Linked DNA regions of Rattus norvegicus: region 1 is linked to region 2. A link is a contact called in public Hi-C data. All regions are on one chromosome and are shown on one strand. Each heading gives the region's core, a stretch centred on a gene start, on an enhancer-like site or on the middle of the called end of the contact. The rest is flanking DNA. Distances are from core to core; before and after follow the strand shown.

Region 1 (5,601 bases), core at 1,200-3,699, 44 kb before region 2:
ATATCTTCATATTGCTACTAGACGATTTATTTATTTGAAGTATAAAAATGTTTTATTAAGTACACTATGTTTCACATGTTAGTTGCCCGATTTTCATAGTTACTTTTAAATATAAACAATTAACAACTTATAATAACTACCGTATTTCTAGATAGGTGAAGGCCATTACCTTATGAGGTCAAGCTCATGAGTAACAATGGCAGGAACAATAATTATGAGGTAAGGAAGGTCACTTCCTGGTTCCCTGCACCAGGTGAAACTCCCACTTTGAGAATTTCCTATCTCTCTGACATCTCTTCCACACATGTGTATCTCACCAAGTCAGAGTCACACACACACACACACACACACACACACACACACACACACACACACACACACACACACTGTTCCTAAGGAGAAGAAAACAGAGAAAGTGCCAGCATATTTGGAGAGTAGGGCAAGGGAGGAAACGATACTGAGTGGTTTTTTTCATTTAAAACTCTGGCTATTTGACAGACCAAAAGAAAAGTCACCAGCATCTGTGCATAAACTCTCTGTCTGTGTTCCTCTGGAAACTACAACCAAAGCTGCTTTATTGGAGACTCGTTCTCACAGCATAGTCTTTGATAGCCTTTGAATTTTTCATGTATACAATTATTATTTGGAGTGGTGGAAGGCAGACCCTCCAAACCACCATTTCCTGGAGTTGTAAATCAAGAGTAACTTCCTCCAGCCTCCAAGGAGGGGCACACAACTACCAAGGGAAACGCAGACACCAGAACTGGGTCAAGAGCAATTCTGGATCATGCATACTTTCATACTTTCTGCCTACACATCAGGCTCTTTCAAGAAATCCATTAACTTTGTCCAAATATTGTGCTGTATTTTCCTTGAAAAAGGTGCAAAGCTCTGTGATTTGCTTACAAAGCCTTCTTTCCGCCTGTTTTTATTTTATATATAACTTTAATTTTCATTCTCAAAGAAATAATTTTAGACTCATCTCCTATTAGGACATTGGCTTTCAACCTGTGGGTTATGACCTCTTGATCTCATATCAGATATCCTGTATATCAGATCTTTGCATTACGATTCATAGCAGTAGGAAAATTACAGTTAGGAAGTAGCGATGGAATAATTTTACGGTTGGGGGTCACCACAGCAAGGGGAACTGTAAAGAGTTGCAGCGTTAGAAAGGTTGACAACCGCTGCTTTATGATCATTTACTTTCTCAAACTAATCCCAAATTTCAAAAATATTATTGTGACACACATAGCTATACTTTTCAAGACATCCCCAAGGTTTTCACCACTTTCAGGGCCTAATATGAAGACACACAAGCGAGCCTTCGTAAAGTTAGCCAGTCCCATCTCTGTGAGGCTCACTGTTCTGACCCACATACCACTGGAAGAATGTACAGCCGAGAAAGGCACCATAGTATGGAATTACTCTTCCCTTCCAACTGGTGATAACACTGCTTCAGTAAAGACTGAATGCCACTGCTTTGGATCCTTGGGTTATTCTGATAAGCATCAGCCCTTCACTGAGGAGAAGCTCACTAAGTAGCTGATAGGAAGAAGGCGGGGAAGTAACCAACCCAAGAATGAGATTGAGATTCCACGCTCTGTTATCTGGCAAAGAAATATGGTCAACAAAAGCCAGTCTTCAAAGTTGTGAATTAGTTCAAGCTTAGAAAGCCAAAATAAAATAGGCAAAGTCAAGTGTTTCTCAACTGAACATCCCTAAAGAATACAGAAGAAAAAAAAGTGATTTTTTTTCATACGCTTTTATCAGCAGCTTATAAGGGGAGAGTTTTAAATCAAAATAATATTCTTCAAGAATAGAAATCGCGTGGTCCAAAGATAGTGCTAAGACAGCTCTCGAACTGTCACTCTAGGAATAAGGTAGCAAGCGCACCAAATGCGACGAGCTAACTCCATGCTCATCATACGTGTATAGTACACCAGGAATCCAGATGTTGGCCAGGAAAGAGGAGAGAGCAAAGGTCCAAAGCCAAGGGTAGAGCGAGCACAGCCGAGGCAAACCAACCCTTCCTCAGAACGAGTACTTCTTAAAACCTGCCCCAAGGATCAGCTGCTCCCAAGTGTAAAGACAAGATGACTGCTAAACCTGTAACACAGAGGTTAAAAATCATCCCTCCTAAAATATCTGACCGTCAGAGAAATCTAAGAAAGGAATTCACTGCCTTAATAAGTTGGGCGGGGTCAGGGAGGGGGGGTGTTTAGTTGTGTGTGTGTGTGTGTGTGTGTGTGTAGAATTTCAGCTTGCGAGATGGGGAATTGAAGACACCTGGAAGGCGACTTCCAGCACACTCTTCAAGGGATCCACATACACAAGTGCAGGCTTCTATCTGTATGAGTAAATGGGCCTCGAGTCACACACCATGCAGAGAAGTAGGACCCTTCTGCAGGCTGCAGGCGAGCACAAACCCTGCCATTGTGCCCCGTTCTGCTTCTCCAGATGGGTCTCCTCTCAGAAAAGACATTCCAATGAACTCCCAATACAAAAGCAGTTTGCTAGTTACAAGGAGACCTTTGTCTAAATCCCCAACAAGTGACAGGGTCAATCTGAGCCAATCTTGACATTTCCATGGAGCTTTTCCACAATCTTTTTTTAAAAAGCCCAAGTCATTTCCCGAAACCTTTTTGAAATCCAAAGAAAACACTGTGTAGATAAAGTCTCTGTTAAGACCTATACCTAACACCATTCACTAGATGAGTTCCTCAGAATATTCTTCTAGACATACAATGACTTAATCCATAGTCTGAAAAAAATGTAGAGAATGGTAATAATATACCAACTTGACATTTAAGATATTATTCATCTCTCTTTAGAATACAGAAAATGAATTTTTAAATTTTTAAAGGAAATGCATTTTCAGAGCTTTTTACACAAAGCTGAGGTCTTGAGAAATTGAAAATTTGATGACAGATTGCTCAATATTTACATTACCACTTAAGAGTTGATGAATCCTTTCACTTAAATCTTGGGAGGCTCTCAATTTTTTTTTTTACTAAAGTTTATTTTGGAGATATACTTTTCATACTGAGTACCAAAAAATTATAAATCTGAAAATGAGTCCCCACTTTCCAAACATTCATGTTCCTTTTCTTCCTCAACTTACTCTGGAGGTGATTGAAAGAATTTAACGTAAGCTAAGCTGCCTTCTTAACAATGAACTGTGAACTGTCAGACGCTCCTATGACCTATTAGCTTACTTGTAGATTATACTGTGGCAATGCAACGAGGGGGGCAGAGGGTGGGGTCCATGCAGGGTCCGTTCAGAGGCAGCTTATAGTAAAGTAGACAATCGTCCTTGCTTACACTGGCAACGAGGACATAACAGGGACATAAAAAGAGTGTGTCTCGGAACATGTGATACCTTTGTTTGTAAGTCCTCCATGTTTGAGGAAGTCAAAGCTATTCAGATATAAGAAGTATTTACAGTTTTGACTCCAGTAGAGGATGCACACCAAAAGGAGTAAATCATAGTGATTTTGTGTGTGTGTGTGTGTGTGTGTGTGTGTGTGTGCATGTGTGTCTGTGTGTGTGTGCATGTGTGTGGGTGTATGTGTGTGTCTATGTGTATGTGTCTGTGTGTGTCTATGTGTATGTGTCTATGTGTGTGTGTGCATGTGTGTCTGTGTGTGTATGTGTGTGTGTGTGTATGGGTATGTATATGTGTGTCTGTGTGTGTGTGTCTGTGTGTGTGTGAGCATGTGTGTATGTGTGTGTATGTGTGTGTCTCTGTGTGTGTGCATGTGTGTGTGTGCATGCGTGTCTGTGTGTGTGTGTGTGCTTGCTAGAACCCTAAGTTGAAATTTAGTTCCTCAGCCTAAACTCTTCTTACCTGCATTACACGTGTATCTTTGATAGGTTGTCCAATGTAAATACATCTGAGAAATCAAAAACCTCGTTTATTTTAATCTCATTTAAGCAGTGAGTTTAAGAAGATTCACATAGTTACTTTGGCTCAGATGTCTACTCAGAAAGGTATCTGAAAAAGATGAAGTCAGATAACATGACAAGTGCGGGAAATACGGGAGATTCATGTTTCAGTGCTAAAAGTGAACGCACCAAGTTAGCAGCAGACAGAATACTCACAACAGCGTTGCCTCTGTAACTTCATTTATCAGCCACCCTTCTCCTACTTAAACCAAGTGCTAGATTTAACTTGGCTAGATTGTCAAGTTTACATTAAGATCTTTTCTACTGCCAAAAATAAACTGGGTGGTCTTGCTTGTTTTACTCACATTGGCAGAGTCAAAAAAAAAAAAAAAAAAACCCTCCATGAAATGGTTTAAAATCCACAGCTGCAAATGCAAGGCAGATGAAATATGGCAACTCAGCCCCAGCCATTGTTTCTTTTTCCATAGATTTCAACTCTAGTTTAAGGTTGATCCCACTGACTAAGTTCTCACAGTGTAGTGGGCTCCAGTTGGGCTCTTTATCGAAACTTAAATCTCTGTGCGACAACTCAGAACGCACAGGCTCTTGGAACTTGTGCAGGGCAATGCATAAAGGTGGGGCAGGGGGATTGTGGTGACCCCAAAGGGCTGCAAAAAAGTTAATCAGAACAGTCCAGCTGGCAGCTCGAGCATGCTAGGCGACGGCCTTTGCCAAACACTGATGGGAAGACCTTAACACTTACATGGGAAACATCAACCTGAAGGAGAAATAAATCACTAGGGTTTCGTTACCAACTGAGTCTTAACTAATACATTCCCTATGACTGCGGGGGCCTTCATTTGCTTTGACTCCGACTTCATTCAATGTCAAAATAAAGAAAACTGCTAAAATCGTATAATAATGTGCTGTGGCCCACCTAATGTTCTAGTTGGCATCACTGTTGCTGTAATAAAACACTGACCAAACCAACCTGGGGGAAGAAAGTGTTCTTTGGCTTACGCATCCATATCACAATCCATCATTGAAGAAGTCAGGGCAGGAATCTTCGGACGGGAGCTGAAGCAGAGGCCACAGAGGAGTACTCCTCTCTTGCTTGCTCAGTCCACTTTCTTACAGAACCCTGCCTCAGGACCACAGTGGGCTAGGCCCTCCCATATCAATTATTAGTCAAGAAAAGATCCCACAGATATGGAGGCAGTTCCTCAACTGAGGTTCTCTCCTTCAGATGACTCTAGTTTAAGGCTACTCTTTAGCGTTACTCTTTCTTGACCAATGCTGGCAGAGGCAATTAGAGGATTAAAAGCAAAAGTTAGAAAAACAAAACCCAGACATATTTCAGATATCTCCATGAGGAAAGATGCTTGTGTCTGTGACTGAAGACCAGAGCTCGATCCCTTGAACCCACATAGTGGAAGGATAGAACCGACTCCTACAAGTTGCCCTCTGACTTCCGAGCACAGGCTGTGGCATGCATGCCCCCACACAGACATACACATGCCTCCCACCCTTACAAATCAATGTTTTAAAGTATTTCCAAACATTTGAAAGAGAATGCTTAGATGACAGCTTGCGTCATGTTGTGCTAAAGACTTTGCCTAAGTTTCTTAGTTATCAAAACAATTTATAGGATAGAGTTTTTCTCATAAAAGAAGGGGAAAAAAATAAGCCCTACGCTTTAGAATCAGTAAAGTC
Region 2 (5,438 bases), core at 1,886-4,385:
GGAGCTTCCGGGCTGCAGCTGGGACTGTTCCCTCTGCTCCGCCCAGTTGGCCCCTTGACCCATCTATTTACAGAGTCCACTAATCTGATTAGCATGTGAACACCTGGCTGAAGCTGCTTTTGTTTTTGAAATTCTCAACAACAAATAATACACAGGTTAGCAATCCCCAAGATTAAGGGTTGGTTTTTTTCTTTCTACCAGAAAACCTACATTTCCCCAAAGGTGAAGCTTAGGAGGAAAACAGGAAGTCAGAAATAAAACTCAAATGTGGAAATACTGCAAAAAGAATATTAAGAAAGAAAAAAAGTGGCCTGAGGAAATACCACAGAGGATCCAAGCTTCAGGCTCAAAGAGCCTGAGTGAGGAGCTAGGGCTCCACCCCCACGTAGTGAGGCAGGTGGGGATGGAGCCAAGCTAAAAAAAAAAAAAAAAAAAAAAAAAGGAAAAAAGAAAGCTTTCAAGATGTCAACTGAAAAAGTTACCAGCTTATAAACAACACCCCCCCCCCATGGATAAACAAAGTTGGCATGGTGAACACAGCTTCGTACTGGATAATCCAAGACTAAGTTAGGCATTCTTGTTTTTGTCATCTCAAGTGTCTTTGTTACTGCAGTCAGGTTTCAAATTTTAATTGATGTACCATATTGAAGCTGCAATAAAAGTCTGGAAAATTCAATGCTTACCTTCTCCATCAAATGTTCCTTGTCCTTTCAGCATTTTTTTCTAAGAGACAAAAAAAAAAAAAGGAGAGAAAAGCAAACTGTGTATGAATAAGCCAAGTACAGCTATTTTAAGTTAAAAGTTCCTTTTTGTTATTTCCTTCAGATTTCCAAAAGCACATGGCAGAGAATCCCCATGGCAATAAACCGCAACAATAAAATAAAGTGTAGAGCGTCCCCACATCCCGTTAAACTAGAGAAAGAATCCTCGAACGACCAGCGGTCCTGCTCACGTCTCTGTGATTCACTCTCACTGTTAAACTGAACTTTGCTCCCCCTGACAGCTGGGGGAGGGGCACATAAAATGTTATGTAATGTCTTCCCTTTAAGACTGTATGTCTAAACTAAAACAGGCTTGCTTGTGTATTACATGTGTGACATTTCTATAGACTGGTGCCGGTTGTCTGATTAATCAAAAAAAAAAAATGTGACTGCCCTCTTGCTTAGATCTCTCGTGTTTCTAAGAAGGTGGCACATACTCCAAACATCCCTCTCTGGCTGGCCCTTTTCCTTTAGGTCACATTGTAAAAAAAATATTTAGTAAGGCCAACTGCTAGGCCCATATTAGGTTACAATATCTCTCACTTTCATACAGATTCTAAGCTATTAGTTTGTAAATAATAATAATGATAATGATAATTATAATGATAGTTAATAATAAAGCACAAATATGGGGCATGGTTACTGAAAAAAACAAGGCAATGCACTGTTCCATGATTTCATGTGCTATGGGCATTCAAAAAATTTCCCCAACACGTTCACATTGGATTTAATGAATGGCACGTGAGCCAGCCCAGTCTTACCTTTATCCTTCCCAAGCTAGAGAACTTCTCCTTGTCTTCCATTACCGCCTTCAGGACAGGCTGGGACATTCTGTTCTTCTTCTTTGAGCTGGTGGGACTGTCAAAATCAAAACCGCTGACCACTGCCCTTCGGTAAGATGTGGACCGCAAGCCTCGCCGAAGGGAGCCCGGGCTGTCTATGTCGTTGTCGGCTTCGCTTTCCTCCCCTTCGGGGCCCAGGGGTGCTCCCAGTCCCTCCACCATGCTGCGCACCTTGAGAAGCCTCCTGTGGGGCTCTACATTCTGACTGTTGGATTTACTCAGTTTAATTTCGGAGGCAAGGCTTTTGGGGATAATCTGCTGCTTTCCCATCTTGAGGGCCGCCGGGCTGTTGGTACTCAAAATCACGGAAGGGTTCGGTAGCTCATTCCCTTGGGAGGGCAGCCTTTGGAGGGGCAGTTTTTGTTCTGAAGACCTGTGCTGGGGGGCAGGAGAGAGTCTCGAGGGGGACGGCTCCAAGTCCCCAGCAGACTGACCAGTTTGTGATACTGGGCCAGATGAGTCGGTTTTCGGGGCAAGGCCATTCGCAGTGGGTGAAGATACCTTACTGGCAGTCACCCTGGTGCGGTCCTCACCCGGGGCGCTAGAGGCTGGGATGTCCGGAGTCCGCGAGGCGCGCGACAACAGCGCCGCGGGCGAGGACACCGTGCCATTAACAGCGGACTTCGGGGAGCCTCCAGACGCCGCGTAGGAAACCAGGGGTGACTTGGGTCGTCGAAGTCGAGGAGAAGCAGCTCTGTAGTCCGGGGACACCGTGCGACCATTGGTCACCGGCCTCCGATGTGCGCACAGAAGCTGGGGGCTCCTGGACACTGTCCTGCCCTCTGGGCCGGCGGGTACAGGGACCGGAGTCTGTGGCGCGGGCAGAGCAGCTAGCTCCTCCACCGGGAAGTCAGTGATCAGCAGCCCGCTGGGGCTCTGGTACGACTGTGGCCGCGGCTTGCTCCGGCCGAGCAACTGGAGCGGAGGGGTAGACCGTCTCCGCCACAAAGGGGTGACGCCGTTGCTGGAAAAATCCACCTCGCTTTCGCCGTCCATAGCGGGGCCTTTGGGCCGGCCCCAAGAGGAGGAAAGCTTCTCAGGTTGTCTAAGAGGAAGGAACTTTGCCTCCGGACAACTAGTATTGTCTGGGAGCCTAGCCGGGGTCCAGTCCGGCGGTCACACGGGTGTCGCGCCGGACTCGGCAGCGCCTCACTTACCCGCCCTTTCTCGGGCACAGCGCCTCCCGCCACGCTGCGCGACCGAGGATTGAGATCCGAGCCGCAACCGATTAGATGAATCTGGTCTCTTCTGAGTCCTTCCCGCGCCCCAAGCCGGTTGGCACCTAGAGAGCTCGCCGCCACTGCAGGACACTTGGAAAGAGTTCAGCTGGCTGGGACAGCTTGCCGCGGGACACTCCCCCGCGTCTCCATCTAGCCGCCCGCCCCGCGCTAGTACAGCCTGCCCCCGGTGCGCGGTCTCCAGCGCGCTCACCCTTCCTGGCGTCCAGAGCACGGACCAAAGAGTGCTCCCAGTCCCCGTGGGTGGCCTGAGTCCTCACCAAAACTCGGAGGCAAGCGCACAACCCAACTTCGCAGAGGCCCGCGGCGCCAGCCCCGCCCCCGCGCTACGCCCCGCCCCTCTTGGCCCCGCCTCAGCACGCCGGGGAAGCTCGCACTGAGGCGCCCTGCAGTTCCCGCCTACGCCTGCCCTGAGAGCGCTCCAAGTGTTTGCAAACTGGACGCGCACACCTGAGCTGGGTGTCCAGACCGGAGTACTGGAATGTAGGAGCGCGGGCGACCGCCCTAGGGGCCAGCTACAGGGCGCGGTCGCAGCTCAGAACACAGCATGGGAATGATCTTGAGAGCAGGGAAAGGGGTTCTTAATGATCCCCGAACTATGGAGATTGGAAGGGTGAACCAAGTCGGAACCTGGTGCTGCTGTGCCATTTCACTGGGCCACTTGCGGGTCTTCAAACTGCACCTCACTCCGGCGTCTCACTTCGGGGTCTCATTCCTGCCTGTGCTTGCAATGTGGACTCAAGAGGAAAACTGGCTAAAAGGCCAGGCGAAACGTAACTCTGCATTTCATAATCTTTGGGCCTTGTATGTTTGCAAGTCACACAGTAAAAGTAAACAAAATACAAAATATTTATTTAGTGTGTATAATATAAATTGAAAATGTGTGTAGAATAAAATACCTTACAAGGAATACATAATAAAGCCTTATTCGAGATTAGTAGTCTGGATAGAGGTGGGCCTACCCCTACAGCCTAGTCTTTTCTCACTACCTTTATTTAGCCAAGCCAAGTGCACAGCCTTAGAGTCTTCACACTTATTTCTTGGCCTTCTGGCTTGTTACTCCATTGGAATGGGAGTTGGAATACTCCCTACTGTTTATTTCCCCAACCACCTGATCTCTTTCTTTTCTACACTACTCAAAATCCGTACACCTGTATGCTTATATGTTTATGTATTAATACTTAATCTATTCTGCCTTCCCATTGTAATTTTGAAGAGGGCAGGGGCCATGTTGATAGTTCACGCACACAGTAGATGATAAATATCTGTGGAGTGAGAAAATGAATGAGAGAAACGAACCTGGGCCAATGATCATTCGTCTTTTGGATGTTGGTTGCCAAGTTGGCTCTGTCTTAGTGAAATTCCAGGTATGTAAGAATAATGAGGCGACCTGAGAAGACATGATTTTAGTCGGTTAGATCTGTAGAATTGGTTCTGTTAGCAAGACATATGGCAGTCTCCATGCTTTCAAAGTTCACGTGAGCAGCCACTGTTTAAAGCCTGTGCTTCTTTCTGCTTTGGTGGTGAAAGGAAGGGTGATGTTTATCGTGTTTCTTCATATTTTTGTGTACTTACCAAAGCTGCACGATAAAGATCTTTGAACTGAGAAACGTCCTTGAACTCGAAGAAATGGAATCAAAATGTTTATCAAAATAAATTTTAAGAAAATTTAACAATAATTTCATATGGAATGCAATAGATTCTGTGTTCATCTATGGAACCTTAGTATAGGGAATTTTCATATCAATAATAAGTTTAACTCCAGAAAGTGTGGAGTTGATAAATGGCAAGTTTAATAGGGGTCGAAATACAATCTGTGATCAAAGTTAAAAAGCTGCAAGTAATGGCGAGAGAGGTTAGTGTCTCTGTAAAGCATGTTGGTTCTTGAGTTGTGACTTGTGATGAAGAAGTCATGGTCTGCTCACCTCCTTCCTAAGCAACAGCCTACTCCCAAAACAACAGCAAAAACACCAAACCCTGTTCTTTCACTAAGGAAAATTTGCAAGCACACAGACCAGTGTTTTAGCTTCTACTTAATTTATTGCATATTTTCAAATCTAAGGCATAGTCAATTGGTTGCTGTGATGCTTAGTCTTATGTCACCTTGATATATAGTCTGCAGTCCGAATGGAGGGAACCTTAAAGGAGAAAATACCTCTGTAAGATCCAGCAGAATGGCACTTTCTTAGTGATTGCTGGGGAAAGGCCCAGCCCCTTTGTGGGCAATACCACTCTTGAACCGGTGGTCCTGGGTTCTCTCAGAAAGAAGACTGAGCAGGCCTTGGAAGCAGCCTGTCTACAGACTCTGCATCAGCTCCTGACTCCAGGATTCTGCCCTGTTTGAGTTGCTGTCCTGGCTTCCCTTGATGATGAACAGTGATATGAAAGTATAAGCTAGCAAACGTTTTCCTCCCTAACCGACCGGCTTTTTTAGCGTAGTAATGTGTCACAGTCATAGAAGCCCTAACTAGGACAAATGAATTGCAGTGTCTTATGGAATTCCTTATACTTACTGAAAAGATACTTTTTAGGTTAGCTTAGACAATTTTTTTTCTATTGTGCACATATACGAAGTGTAAAATATAAGCAGAGTAAAT

What was found. A called contact is a pair of places that touch in the nucleus more often than the background predicts.
Region 1: a Hi-C map of Schwann cells shows a contact between it and region 2, with 3 times the contacts expected there. The contact joins the enhancer-like site here to the promoter of Arhgef26 in region 2. A contact is called at or near these places in 3 of 12 Hi-C or Micro-C datasets (Schwann cells, kidney and liver).

The regions. Positions count from the first base shown.
Region 1 is chr2:148,930,304-148,935,904 of GRCr8, reverse strand. All of the region lies in intron 5 of Arhgef26 (Rho guanine nucleotide exchange factor 26), which reads right to left. Among named protein-coding and RNA genes, the nearest start is that of Arhgef26, 44 kb to the right of the region's middle. Within about 2 kb of position 2,449, at least 3 of the 93 cell types and tissues checked have an H3K27ac peak or open chromatin away from gene starts, as enhancers often do. A contact at or near this core is called in Schwann cells, where this site is marked.
Region 2 is chr2:148,887,120-148,892,557 of GRCr8, reverse strand. It overlaps Arhgef26 (Rho guanine nucleotide exchange factor 26), which reads right to left and starts at 3,135. Exons shown (of 14, transcript NM_001427682.1): 1 at 1,523-3,135; 2 at 684-723. The coding sequence starts at 2,599.